2 separate regions of the Mus musculus genome follow, and region 1 is linked to region 2. Evidence: chromatin contacts called from public HiChIP or PLAC-seq data. All regions are on one chromosome and are shown on one strand. The core of a region is the stretch at or near the end of the contact, and the rest is flanking DNA. Distances in the headings are between cores, read along the strand shown. Region 1 overlaps Lrmp (lymphoid-restricted membrane protein). Region 2 overlaps Bcat1 (branched chain aminotransferase 1, cytosolic).

Evidence for each region. HiChIP or PLAC-seq counts read pairs in DNA pulled down with a chosen protein or histone mark.
Region 1: an Esrrb HiChIP or PLAC-seq map of embryonic stem cells shows a contact between it and region 2, with 4 times the contacts expected there. The contact joins two enhancer-like sites. A contact is called at or near these places in 11 of 39 promoter capture datasets (the 3T3-L1 cell line, 3T3-L1-derived adipocytes, the C10 cell line and 7 more), 23 of 484 Hi-C or Micro-C datasets (B cells, the Ba/F3 cell line, the C2C12 cell line and 13 more), 7 of 115 datasets of contacts at active chromatin or transcription factors (bone marrow-derived macrophages and embryonic stem cells) and 1 of 9 other capture datasets (embryonic stem cells).

The regions. Positions count from the first base shown.
Region 1 is chr6:145,174,513-145,180,349 of GRCm38.p6, reverse strand. It overlaps Lrmp (lymphoid-restricted membrane protein), which reads right to left. Exons shown (of 19, transcript NM_008511.4): 19 at 5,422-5,837. The coding sequence ends at 5,670. It overlaps Casc1 (cancer susceptibility candidate 1), which reads left to right. Exons shown (of 16, transcript NM_177222.4): 13 at 1,176-1,390; 14 at 2,850-3,017; 15 at 4,065-4,178; 16 at 5,026-5,478. The coding sequence ends at 5,298. Among named protein-coding and RNA genes, the nearest start is that of Gm15543, 4.8 kb to the left of the region's middle. Within about 2 kb of position 4,484, at least 52 of the 459 cell types and tissues checked have an H3K27ac peak or open chromatin away from gene starts, as enhancers often do. A contact at or near this core is called in embryonic stem cells, where this site is marked.
Region 2 is chr6:144,999,661-145,005,157 of GRCm38.p6, reverse strand. Bcat1 (branched chain aminotransferase 1, cytosolic) reads left to right here. Exons shown (of 11, transcript NM_007532.5): 10 at 733-807; 11 at 4,854-5,497. The coding sequence ends at 4,895. Among named protein-coding and RNA genes, the nearest start is that of Gm26666, 45 kb to the left of the region's middle. Within about 2 kb of position 3,382, at least 52 of the 459 cell types and tissues checked have an H3K27ac peak or open chromatin away from gene starts, as enhancers often do. A contact at or near this core is called in embryonic stem cells, where this site is marked.

The sequences.
Region 1 (5,837 bases), core at 3,235-5,734, 170 kb before region 2:
GCCTGGCCTTGAGCTAAGCACATAGCCCGGGCTGACCTCAAACTTAACTCCCTCCGACCTCTGCCTTCCAAGTGCCGAGATGAAGGGACGTGCTATCACGCTCAGTGACTTTTTTTTTCTTCCCCAAATCTAAAGTGGATCCAAATTACTGATTTGTAAGGGGTGAAGCGTGCTGCCTACTGCATGCACGAGTGAACTCCTGTGAGAAGGGTGACAGGCAGGGCCCCAGAGATGGGACTGGAAATGAACTCTGAAGGGGCTGTACGTAGGGGTCTCTTTGGGAGGGAATTTAAAAATCACCTCACTGGCTGAGGGCCATGGCGGCCCAGCTGCATCCACGTCCCACGAGCAAGACTGTGCTCAGAGACACTTTACAGCTGCTTTAGAACAGCAGTGACACGGCTGGAGGGCTGGCCCAGCGGGGAAGAGCACTTGTTGCTCTTGCAGAGAACCTGGCTCTGTTCTGGGCAGCCACATAGCCTCTCACAGCCCCCTGTAACTCTAATCCCATTGGGGCTGGTTCCCTCTGCTGCCGACTTTGGGCATTGCATGCAGTTTGGTAGACACAAGTAGATGCAGGCAAAAACACATAACAATAAGTAACAAACTTAGAAATGATCAGTGAAAGTATAATCTTAAACAAAAAAAAAATAGTCCTTTAGCCAGGCATGGTGATGCACACCTTTAATCCCAGCGCTCGGGAGGCAGAGGCAGGCCAAGCTGTGTGAGTTCCAGGCCTAGTCTACAGAGTGAGTTCCACGACACCCAGGGCTACACAGAGAAAAGAAACCCTGTCTCAACCACCATCCCCTTTAAAAAATAAAATAAAATAGTTAAAGAGCCTCTGTACAGAGCCAGGGGAGAATTACCTAGGAAGATGGCAGATGCTGGGGCTCAGGCGTGTATGGGGAAGAGCTTGGGAAGGCAGGAGAGTGGGGCTAATAGGCGCCTGAAATAGCAAGGGACAGAAACAGCCAGCCCAGTGTCTCCTCCAGTGCCAGGAAGAATATGTGGAGTTTGAACCCTGGAGACAGGGCTCTCCCAGGGGCGGGGAGCTTTTCCTCACGTGTCTTAATACAGAAAACCAATTTGTGCACATTATATATACTTAGATGTTCTTATTCACGTTCATAGGAAAAAATATGAAACTAATGTCCCTGTCTTGCATTGCGCAGGTAAATTCTGGCGGTCAGATGGCATCAGCAGTGTCTATTACAACCGAGAAGACAGGCTCCTAACCTTCAGTATGGATACTTTGGGCCCTGTGACCTTGATTCAGGATGCTCACGTGAACATGCCTTACCAGTCCTGGGAGATGAGTCCCTGTGGCATGAACAAAGTCCTTCTAATAGTGAAGACGGTTTTCATGGAGCTCCAGATATACATCAAGGTGAGGGACGCCATGGCCCGCCCATAGTTAGGCAGTGTGTCCCCAGGCAGGCATGTAAGATGTCTCTGGAGCTGTGGTTCATCAAGTAAACAACCAACAGTGTGTAAAAGCGAGGCTCCAGCTTGTTTCCGGGGTCACTGGGTCACTGGGGATGGGTCAGTCATCTCAGACGACTGCCCGGGGTGAAACTCAGAGTGTTTGATCCACCATCCGCACCCTGGCCTCTAAAGCCCATCCTGCTGAGAGAGACCAGTGCCCTCAGAAGCGCACAGCCTTGGAAGCCCCGGGAGAAGCTGATTCCTGTGGGAGGCTGAAGGCGGAAGAGTCACTGCATATCAGCCTCAGGGGCTTTCTTTGGCAGCTTGGAGATGTTTAAAGCTGACTGGTGATGAGGGTGTGACCCTGAAGGTACTTGGAATCATTGGTGACTTTTGTGATGTGCAAAGCTCAGTTGTTTTAGAACAGGCGGGAACTCCATCGGAATACAGCAGAAAGACCATCAGGATTCAAACCCACAGGCCAGGCATAGTGGAAGACATCTTCAATCCCAGCACTCGGGGCAGAGGCAGGCAGAGCTCTGTACAAGCAATCAAACCAGCAAACTAAATAAATAGAGAAAGCCTCGGTGGCTATTGGCTGACATCCCAGGACTGTCACTGTCACAAAGGCTCCTAAAACAGTGCAGCCTTCCCTCAGTCTGTTAGGAGACATTTACTTTCGAGTGTACTGGGTATTGCCAGGTTAGGCTTCCAAACACCCTGTCCCTGTGGCCAGGAGGCTCTGTGCAGGGCTGACGTCTACTGAGTGTTTGTTTATTGTTATGCTGTGTTTTTGCCTGCATGTATGTGTACCAACTGCATGCAATGCCCAAAGTAGCCGGCAGAGTCAGGTTTTACAGCTCACCTCCTGCGGGTGATGATTAAGCTCTTAAATAAGATGCAGCTGGTCCAAACTGACGTCTGCTGCAACTGTGAAATATGTGTTAGATTTTGAGCATTTGGTATGAAAAAAAAATTGACCTCATTTTTGCACCTAATAGATCCTGAGATCTCTTAGATATACTAGGTTAAATGGCAGTAACTGTTCACAGGGAGGGTGCATAAATACCAACCCTGTGTCCCTTCAAAACCGGGCAGTTAGAGCATGCGTTAAGAATACTTCTTAGAAGGACAATCATGCTTGCCTCAATGGCCGTTTTAATTCAGAACGAGCAGAGTGCGTTCACATCTTTTAAGATAGAAAGATCTGAGACACCACTTTTAATCCCTCAAGCACCCAGAGGGAGCTTGGAAAGTTTGTGAGCTTCCTGGGCAGTGCTGGGGTCCTGTGGCCCAGCTTCCAGAAGAGTCCCAAGACAGACCAGAGGCATTATTTAGTGTGGTGTAGCCTAGGGTTTCAGAGGTGGTCTAAAGAGCACTAAAGCTGGAATAATGGTTTCCTTTCTCTTCTTGAAACTCAGGAAAACCTCTGCATGCTGGCTTCAGTGAAACTGAGGGGCAAGGGACTCGAGTTTCATCTAAAAGGAAAATGGATGGCTCCTATACCCTTCATTCTGGCTTTGAAAGAGGCCGGGCTGAACATCTTCCCTGCTGTATACTCCCATTTTTATGTGGTCATCAACAATAAGGCAAGAATGTATCTCTCTAAATTTAATGTAGTGGGAACCAAGGACGCTGCTGCAGTTCAACTGTGTCAGGGAAAACACCAGGAACCCAGGTTCCTCTCAGCTAAGATCAGCAGTGTGGTGAGGGGGGTTTGCGGTCCACACCGTCACTGCTGTGCATTGTCTTCGTTTTCATGCAGGGACCACCAGCCCACACAAACACGTCCCCATGGCTGTGTGCTGTTCTGTGCTGCTCCAGGGACTTGGCTCATGAGTTCCTGTGTGAATTTGGGGCTCCTAGAGAATAGGGCTTGCAGATGGCTCTAGCAGCCAGCCTGGCCCCAGAGTGCAGGCACCTGGTAAAGCCCCGTGGTGATAAATGGAAACGCAAGTGCTCAGATTTGTAGGCAGAAGAGCTCTGTACCCAAGAACACCGCCACCACTCTCTGGGGCCCTTTCGCCTGTCAGTAACTGCGTAACACCTGTCAATCGTGTCCTGAGGGTCTGGACGTAAATGCATAGGTAGAAAGGTTTGCAGAGTTAACTGTACTTACTGCTCTGTTCCTGCCCCTGCCCTGGGAGCAACCTTCTACCAGAGAAAGGAACATAATTGAAATGGTCCTGAAAAGTAGGACCACACACAGTCCTCAGCAGGGTGCCGCGTAGAGCCTTGGACCGCAAGGTGTGTGGCCATCAGAGCTGGAGAGTGAGGTGGGTATGCCTCAGGGGGTGTTGGGGAGGAGGCTCGCTAGGTGGAAAGCACAGCTGCAGCCACACCCTGGGAGAGCAGCCCTCGGTCTGGTCTGCTCTGCCTACGCTAGGCTAGGAAGGATGCAACGGTAGGGGTCGGCTCACAGAGGTCAGCTCACAACAGCCTTAGTGGACACTCTTCACCTTAGGGGGTGTGCAGAAAGGGAAAACCATTGCCTAATTTTGAGAGTAGAGCCACAGAATCCGATTTCAACCTTGAAACGAACCCTTCTGTCTGAAGGACAGACTACAGAGAGGTCTGATGGAGACGACGCTTGCGGGACATTGTAAGACTGACTGTACGTATCCTCCCGTGGACAGGTACCCCAGGTGGAGTTGAAGGCCTATCGGCAAATGGCCCTGCTGAGCTCTGCCTTCTCGTTTGGCTGGAGCAAGTGGAACATGGTCTGCAATTCCACAAGGGTTGTGATTCGGGTAAAGTGTGCAAACCCAGAACCTAGAAAACACCCGAGAAGGGAGGGAGGGTGTGGCCCCCTCCACCTCTCAAAGATGTGAAATGAGCATTCAAAACCAAGTTCTCAAGTTCTGAGTTCTAGCCTCTCAGACCTTCACCACTATAGTGCCAAATGCCGTGCCATTGTGTCTGTGTTGACTCCAGAGCAAACAGGAAAACCATGTGTGTGGGAGTGTCTGTGTGGCTCATAGCCCTCTACGGAGGCCAGGCATTCAGCATAACTTCTGACACATCACTGTGTATGAGTAGGAAGGACACTGTTTTCATGCTCAAGGTTGACTGAGTTTCTCTCCGAGTTGTGTGGGAAGCCAGGGTCTCATACACGTTGTGTACCAAGTGCCCCACCCCTGAGCTCCGCCCCTGAGCTCCGCCCAAGCTCCACCCCCCAGCTCCATTCCCGAACTCCACCCATGAGCTGTAAAGCTGTAAAGCTTTCCTTGTTGCTCCCTACTTGAGTACAGCCTCCTTGAGAGCTGGGTCTCACTGATGCAACCAGTGTCTCTGGTTTGGGTGCCCGCTGCGCCCTCATCTCCCAGAGCGGTAGCTGGGCACAGCATAGGCACCCGGGTACCAACCAATGCTTGCTAGATGCTTCATGGTTTAAAGCAGTTCAGAACCACAGCACGCAGAGTGCCTTTTGCTATGTTTGCCAACATGCTCCTTTCCTTCCAGCACTGGGGAGGCTGAGCCAGCCTGGTCTACCTCATGAGAGACTTATCTGCAAGCTGGGTAATTTGGGTACCCAGCAGTTCCATCTTCCTTCCTTGTGTATGTTTGGCAATCCCAGAATTCACGTTCTCTTTCTAGGTGAGGGAACAACTGTCAGAAGAAACAGAGCACCATACCTGGTCGCTCCTCATGTTCAGTGGTGACAGAGCGCAGATGCTCAAGATGCAGGAAGAGAACGACAAGTTCTCGGAGGCCCTCAGGGAGGGCACCGAGTTCCACTCCACCTTGTACCACATGATGAAGGACTTCGCCTCCCCCGTGGCAATGGAGAGGGTCAGGCATTCGAACTGCCAGTTCATCGACTCAGTGTGCTACATGCTGCTGTCTATCCGCGTCCTCAGCTATTCCTAGCTATTCCTAGCCCTTACAGCGTGTGTAAGCATGGTGGACCCTTATACCGAGAGGAATCAGGTATCTTTCCAGTCAGCCGCTAAAGTGATTTAAGAGCACCAGGCGTTCCAGCCACACTGCACAAAGATTTGAATGGTCTTTATTTGGATACATCTCAATAAAGTCTGATGCCTCTCACTCAGAAAGCTCATTAAAATACCCTAGGTGGGGTCCCCTCCCTTTTGTAGTCCCCTGTGCTTTTGTTGGGGAATAAAAAGATCCCAGCTGCTGAGGACCCTAGCTTTGCACTATAGTTACTAAAAAAAAGTTACCAATTTACAAATCTCAGAAGGAAACGTTAAAATCCAAGGGTACATTGAGCTGCACGTCAGTCACACTGGCAGTGGTCCATCATGCCCGAGTCTGGTAAATGGCCATAAGATGTGTTCTAGAGACAGCCAGGAGTCCCCCTCCTGTGTGGGCGCAGCCTCCACGGCTGTCTGGAAGAGCTGACCTGTGAGGAAGCTCATCAGCGCTGCGATCAGTATGATGATGAGCCC
Region 2 (5,497 bases), core at 2,133-4,632:
TTACCCACTGAGCCATCTCACCAGCCCTATTCTGAATTCCTTAAACCACCCTGAAGAATGATTTCCAAACCTTTTGTGCTTTCAGTTGAGTTGGTAGGAAATGAATATGTTGTCATTAATTGACTTTTTTATTCAAGTAGGAGAATCAACAATATGAACTAACCAGTACCCCGCAGAACTGTGTCTCTAGTTGCATATGTAGCAGAGGATGGCCTAGTTTGCCATCAATGGGAGGAGAGGCCCTTGGTCTTGGGAAGATCATATGCCCCAGTACAGGGGAATGCCAGGGCCAGGAAGCGGGAGTGGGTGGGTAGGGGAGCAGAGCGGGGGGGGGGTATAGGGGACTTTTGGGATAGCATTTGAAATATAAATGAAGAAAATATCTAATAAAAAAATGGAAAAAGAAAAAGCTCAGGTTAGGGAGGTAGCATGTGTTGGCAGTATGTCAGGTGCCTCCCTTGGTCTGGTGGGATTGCCTTCCTGTTGTAGGAATGGTCTTCCTGTTCCCACCATGCATGCCTCTCCCCCTCAGACTCCGGTCTTCCTGTTCCCACCATGCGCGCCTCTCCCCCTCAGACTCCAGTGTTCCTGTTCTCACCATGCGCGCCTCTCCCCCTCAGACTCCGGTCTTCCTGTTCCCACCATGCGCGCCTCTCCCCCTCAGACTCCGGTCTTCCTGGTCCCACCATGCGCGCCTCTCCCCCTCAGACTCCTTTCTCCTTCCTTCCTCAGATGCTGCATATTCCAACGATGGAGAATGGCCCCAAGCTTGCAAGTCGAATCCTGGGAAAGCTGACTGATATCCAGGTAGCCATCTTCACCACCTGGGGTTGGGGGCCAGCTGGGGAGATGAGATGGCTCAGGGGATAAGAGCGTTTGCTGCTCTTGTAGCGGACCTGTGTTCATTTCATGTCTCAGCACACCCATATCAATCAGTTCACAGCTCTGGCTCCAGGAGTTCTGGTACACTCTTTTGTGTGCCTCTGGCATTCCACATGGATGGTGCACATTCATACATGCAGGCAAAATACTCAGATACGTAAAAGAAAAAAATATTAAAAAAAAAATCCCTCTAGGGCTCAGGCTGTGGTCAGTGAGATAGCCCAAGTTTAGTGCTAAAGCATTATGTCCTCCACATAGTAGAACCACAAAGGAAAGAGATGAAGTGGTGTGATTCAGGGCGAGTAATTTAAACTTAAGGAAGATATTCCTGACAGAATAAGCAGAGTTGAGTAAGACCGGAGATGAAAGAGAGAAGGCGGGGAGGGGGTGGGGGGTGGGGTGGGGGGTGGGGGGTGTGGAAGTGGAGTACTCATGAGGGATGTGGTGTCAGCTAGCATTCCAGAATAAATGTGTTTCAATACTTTAAAATTCTGATTTAAGAGTATAACATGTTATTGTAAAAATGGAAAATATATTAAAAATAGGAGACAGGGTTGGAATATAGTGGTGCTGTCTTAACCTACCATGTGGTAATGTCAGGTCATGTCTCAATAACCAGAGCTGGGGGAGGGGGGAAGAAAGAAAGAGGAATTAAACTTACCCATGGATCTAGCACTTAGATACAATTACTGTTAATTCTAAGTTTTGAATGTTTATAACTCCAATATTATATAAGCATTTACCTGTTTACTTATATTTTCCAACAAGATAGTTGTAATTAAACACAATTTTGTTACCTGCTTTTTCTATATAATAAGCCACCTGCTTTTCTCTCCCGAGTTTCTCAGGCTGGGGACAGAGCTCATTTGGTGGAGTCCTTGCTTACTGGGCACAAAGCCTTGGGGTCAGGCCCCAGCCTCTCACACCAGACAGCTGGTCACATTTGTAATCTCACTACATCTGGAGTTCAGGAGACCAGAGGCCATCCTCCACCAAATGAACTTCCAAGCTAGCCTGGGCTATATGAAACCCTGTCTTAAAAAGCCAAAACTAATAACTAATAAAGAAGGAAAGAGAATAGTTACTTATTGTTTTACACCAGTGAGGTGCTTTCCATAGAGATCTTTTATAAGAAAGTTGGTGAGGAGAACACCTTTAATCCCAGCACTTTGGAGGGATGGGCAAGGGATCTCTGAGTTCAAAGCCAGCCTGGTCTACATCGGGAGTTGGCGTTCAACAGGGCTATATAGTGAGACCTGATTTTTTTTTTTAAAGGTTAAAATTGAAAAGACGCACATAGGGGATGAGTGCTTAAATGCTTGTCACCCACAGAATTCAGGTACCCAGAATCCTATGTAGATTGCTGCATGACATGACAACCCACCTGGTGATTCTGAAAGAAAGCCAGGAGATCCCCAAAGCAATCTGCCCAGTTCAACCAGCCTTATCCATGCGCTCTGGGCTTGATTGAGTGACCCTATCTCTGTGAATAAGGAAGAAGAGTGTCAACCTTAGGACTTTGCATGCACGTGCACATATATATATATGTATCTACATGTCCACATGTCCAGACACATATAGACACGCCTACAACACCACACACACACACACACACACACACACACACACACACTGGAAAAAGGAAAAAAATAAATAACAGACACATGTGGTAGAGCGGTTGAGAAAACCCAAACTTTCCCCTCTTGATTTATGTGCTTCAGGGACGGTGACATTAAATCCAACGTCAGGCCTGGGGAAGTAGAGTATTTCCGGTTGCAGGCACATGCTGGTAATCCAGCACTTGGTGGGTGGACATGGGGATCAGAAGTTCACAGTCATCACACATTTTGCAAGTCTGAGCCCCCCCCCCCCCCCCCCCCCCGTCCACTCAGAATCCATACTGAACAAAGACAAAGGTCGTAACCACAGGCACAGGAGATCAGAGATGACTCGGAGTCAGTCACAAGCACACACCCCCGTGTCCCCCAGTGCGTTAAGCAACAGGGCCTTCCGTCCATAATCAAAACCACATCTTCTTCCCTCAATTATTTTATGCTTGTGTCCTCAAGTCTCCAAATTATCCTCTGACAAGATGGCAAATTGGTGCTGTTAGCCAAGTGACTAGCTCGCCTGTTTCCAAGAAAAATAATTTTAGTAATTACTGAGGGGGAAAAAAGAAGTCTGATGTTACATCATGTTTGACATTTGATCTCTTTGGGTGTTACACAGAAACATGATGTTTCCCTACAAAGTGTTCCACAAAATTAAAGACAAGAGTTAAAAAAAAACCCACAAAAGAAAAATTAAAACCCAAGTTCTTGCCAGTATGACCCAGGGGGAATTTTTGAAACCTCAGATGTATAAACTTTTGAATATTAGGATAAGTACTTGTCCGGTGTAGCTAATTATCCACATTGGTCCCTGGGTGCTAGCTTACGGGACCTTCACTTTACCTCCTGCAAAGGGCACAGTCCCAACACAAGATTGTTTTGTGCCCCACCCCTTCTTTTTATAATGAGGAGGGAGAGGCACTAGCTCTCCATGTCGCCTGCTCTCCTGTTTCCACCCACCCTACACTCCCAGCTCCCACTCTGGGGGTGGGGGGCGGGGCAAAAGCACCTTTGTTTCATGAGGCCACGTCTCTGCTGAGCCTCCTACAACGTGGTTGCATTATAAGGTCATGGCTGTCTGTCCTTCAGTGTTCAATCCCTGTAGGAACCTTTTCATTGGATTTGTTTTTAAGACAGGGTCCCACTGTGTAGACCAGGCTGGCCCTGAACCTTCCAGAGTTCCCCCAGAGCATGTGCGGCACACCTCCTGTGGAAAGCTTTTAAATACCTCCTGAGCTACCTAGACTCCAAAGTTCAGTCACACCCGTCCCTCCTAGAGCTGCTTGAATGCTTGGGTTTTGGGTTTGTTTGTTTGTTTGTTTGTTTGTTTTGCTTTGTTTTAAACTTCTCTTTATGTCCCTTGGGATTAGCACAAGTCTTGGGTAGAGTATACAGACAGTAATATTTCTTCATTGAAAGAAGGAATGAGATGCCAAGATAATTTTTTTTAAATACAGCTCATGTGTTACTTTTGTGTATTTACATATAGGAAGAGACGGGAAATGTCTTAAACAATATGGCATTGATAGGTTTCATATTATTAAACAACATACTTGAGGTAGTCATTTTATAACGAGAAAAGGTTTGTCTAGCTCACAGTTTTAGAGATTAGACATTGGTCTGGTCTCTGAGACTGGCAGGTAGGTGGCAGGTTTCTATGCAGTGAAAGGCAATGGCTCTAGTGAGCTAAGGGCCAAGGCCACAGCTTCAGTTCTGCTATCATTTGGTAGCTCCACCCTGGGGACAGAGCCTTCAAACCAGAGCTATTGAAGAGACACGGCAGACATCACATCACAGCAAGCATCAAATTCTTCCATGGTATCCTAACAAGATGAATATTATTAATACCACCATGCCTGCCTCGGGGCAGCAGGAGCCTGGGCTTCAGGCATCAGGGAAAGGGGTGTGAGGAATGGGCTCTTGTTTCATGGAGTAGGAAAAGGAAGCTGCAGGTTCATCCTGAGGCCATTATCATTTTATTGATTGATTGAGATAGTCTTTTACAGTCCAGGCTAGCCTTAAATGCCTGTCGATCCTTACTGCCTTCACCTCCCAAGTGCTGGGACTACGGGTAGGTGCCAACACACTCATTTTCTTTTTTTAGAAGATTCGCTTTTATTTTTAATTATGTGTCTATGGGAATAGAGGGGGTGGTATGTGCACATGAAACAGAGAGGGTGTTGAATCCGCTGGAGCGGGAATTAAAGACTTTTGAACCCAGGTGCTGATAGAAGCCAGGTCCTCTGGAAGATCAGTCCGAGCTCTTAGCTGCAGAGCCCCTGCTGCAGCTGATGGAGCCTGTGGGGTTTTGTTGAGCTGCTCGCTTTTAGACTGAAGCACGTGTTTTTGCTTTTGTTTCAGTATGGAAGGGTGGAGAGTGACTGGACAATCGAGCTACCCTGACGGCAAAGCTCAGGGTATCGGTGACGGTGCCACAGAAGAGCGACTCCTGCCCTCGAGCTGGGACCACCTGTGACCATCTAGTCTTGCACATTGTAGTCGCGTTCCTCATGTGTTACCAAATGAGGTTTTTTTCCTTGAGCCACAGAAAGTTGCCAGTGTTCAATGCCACCTATATACATGGTAGCAATTGCTTACTGTAGTCTCCCTCACCCTGTACCAGATCCTTAGTAGGAGAATGGGTTCCCAAACCAATAAGATGTCTATGTGCTGGAAGGGCTACTGAGGAAATGTCACAGGCGGCCTCCCTGTGACTCATGGGCACTCTCAGAGCAGGACACTTTGTTTCTTTTGCTGGTGAGGTTCTTTTGTTTTTTGTTTTGGTTGTTTTTTTTTTGTTTGTTTGTTTCTAATTGGGGCAGATTTGGGCTCCCCATGCAGCCCTGCTGGCCTGGTGTTCCCTAATGTTCACCCCGGCTGGTCTCAGACTCAGAGCAGCCTTCCCGTCTCCCTCAGCCTTCTGGATGCTGGGGTGATTGACAGGCGTCCTACCATGATTTGTTTTTGTTTTTTAATCAAAAGTTCGGTCACCTGGATTTCTTTTC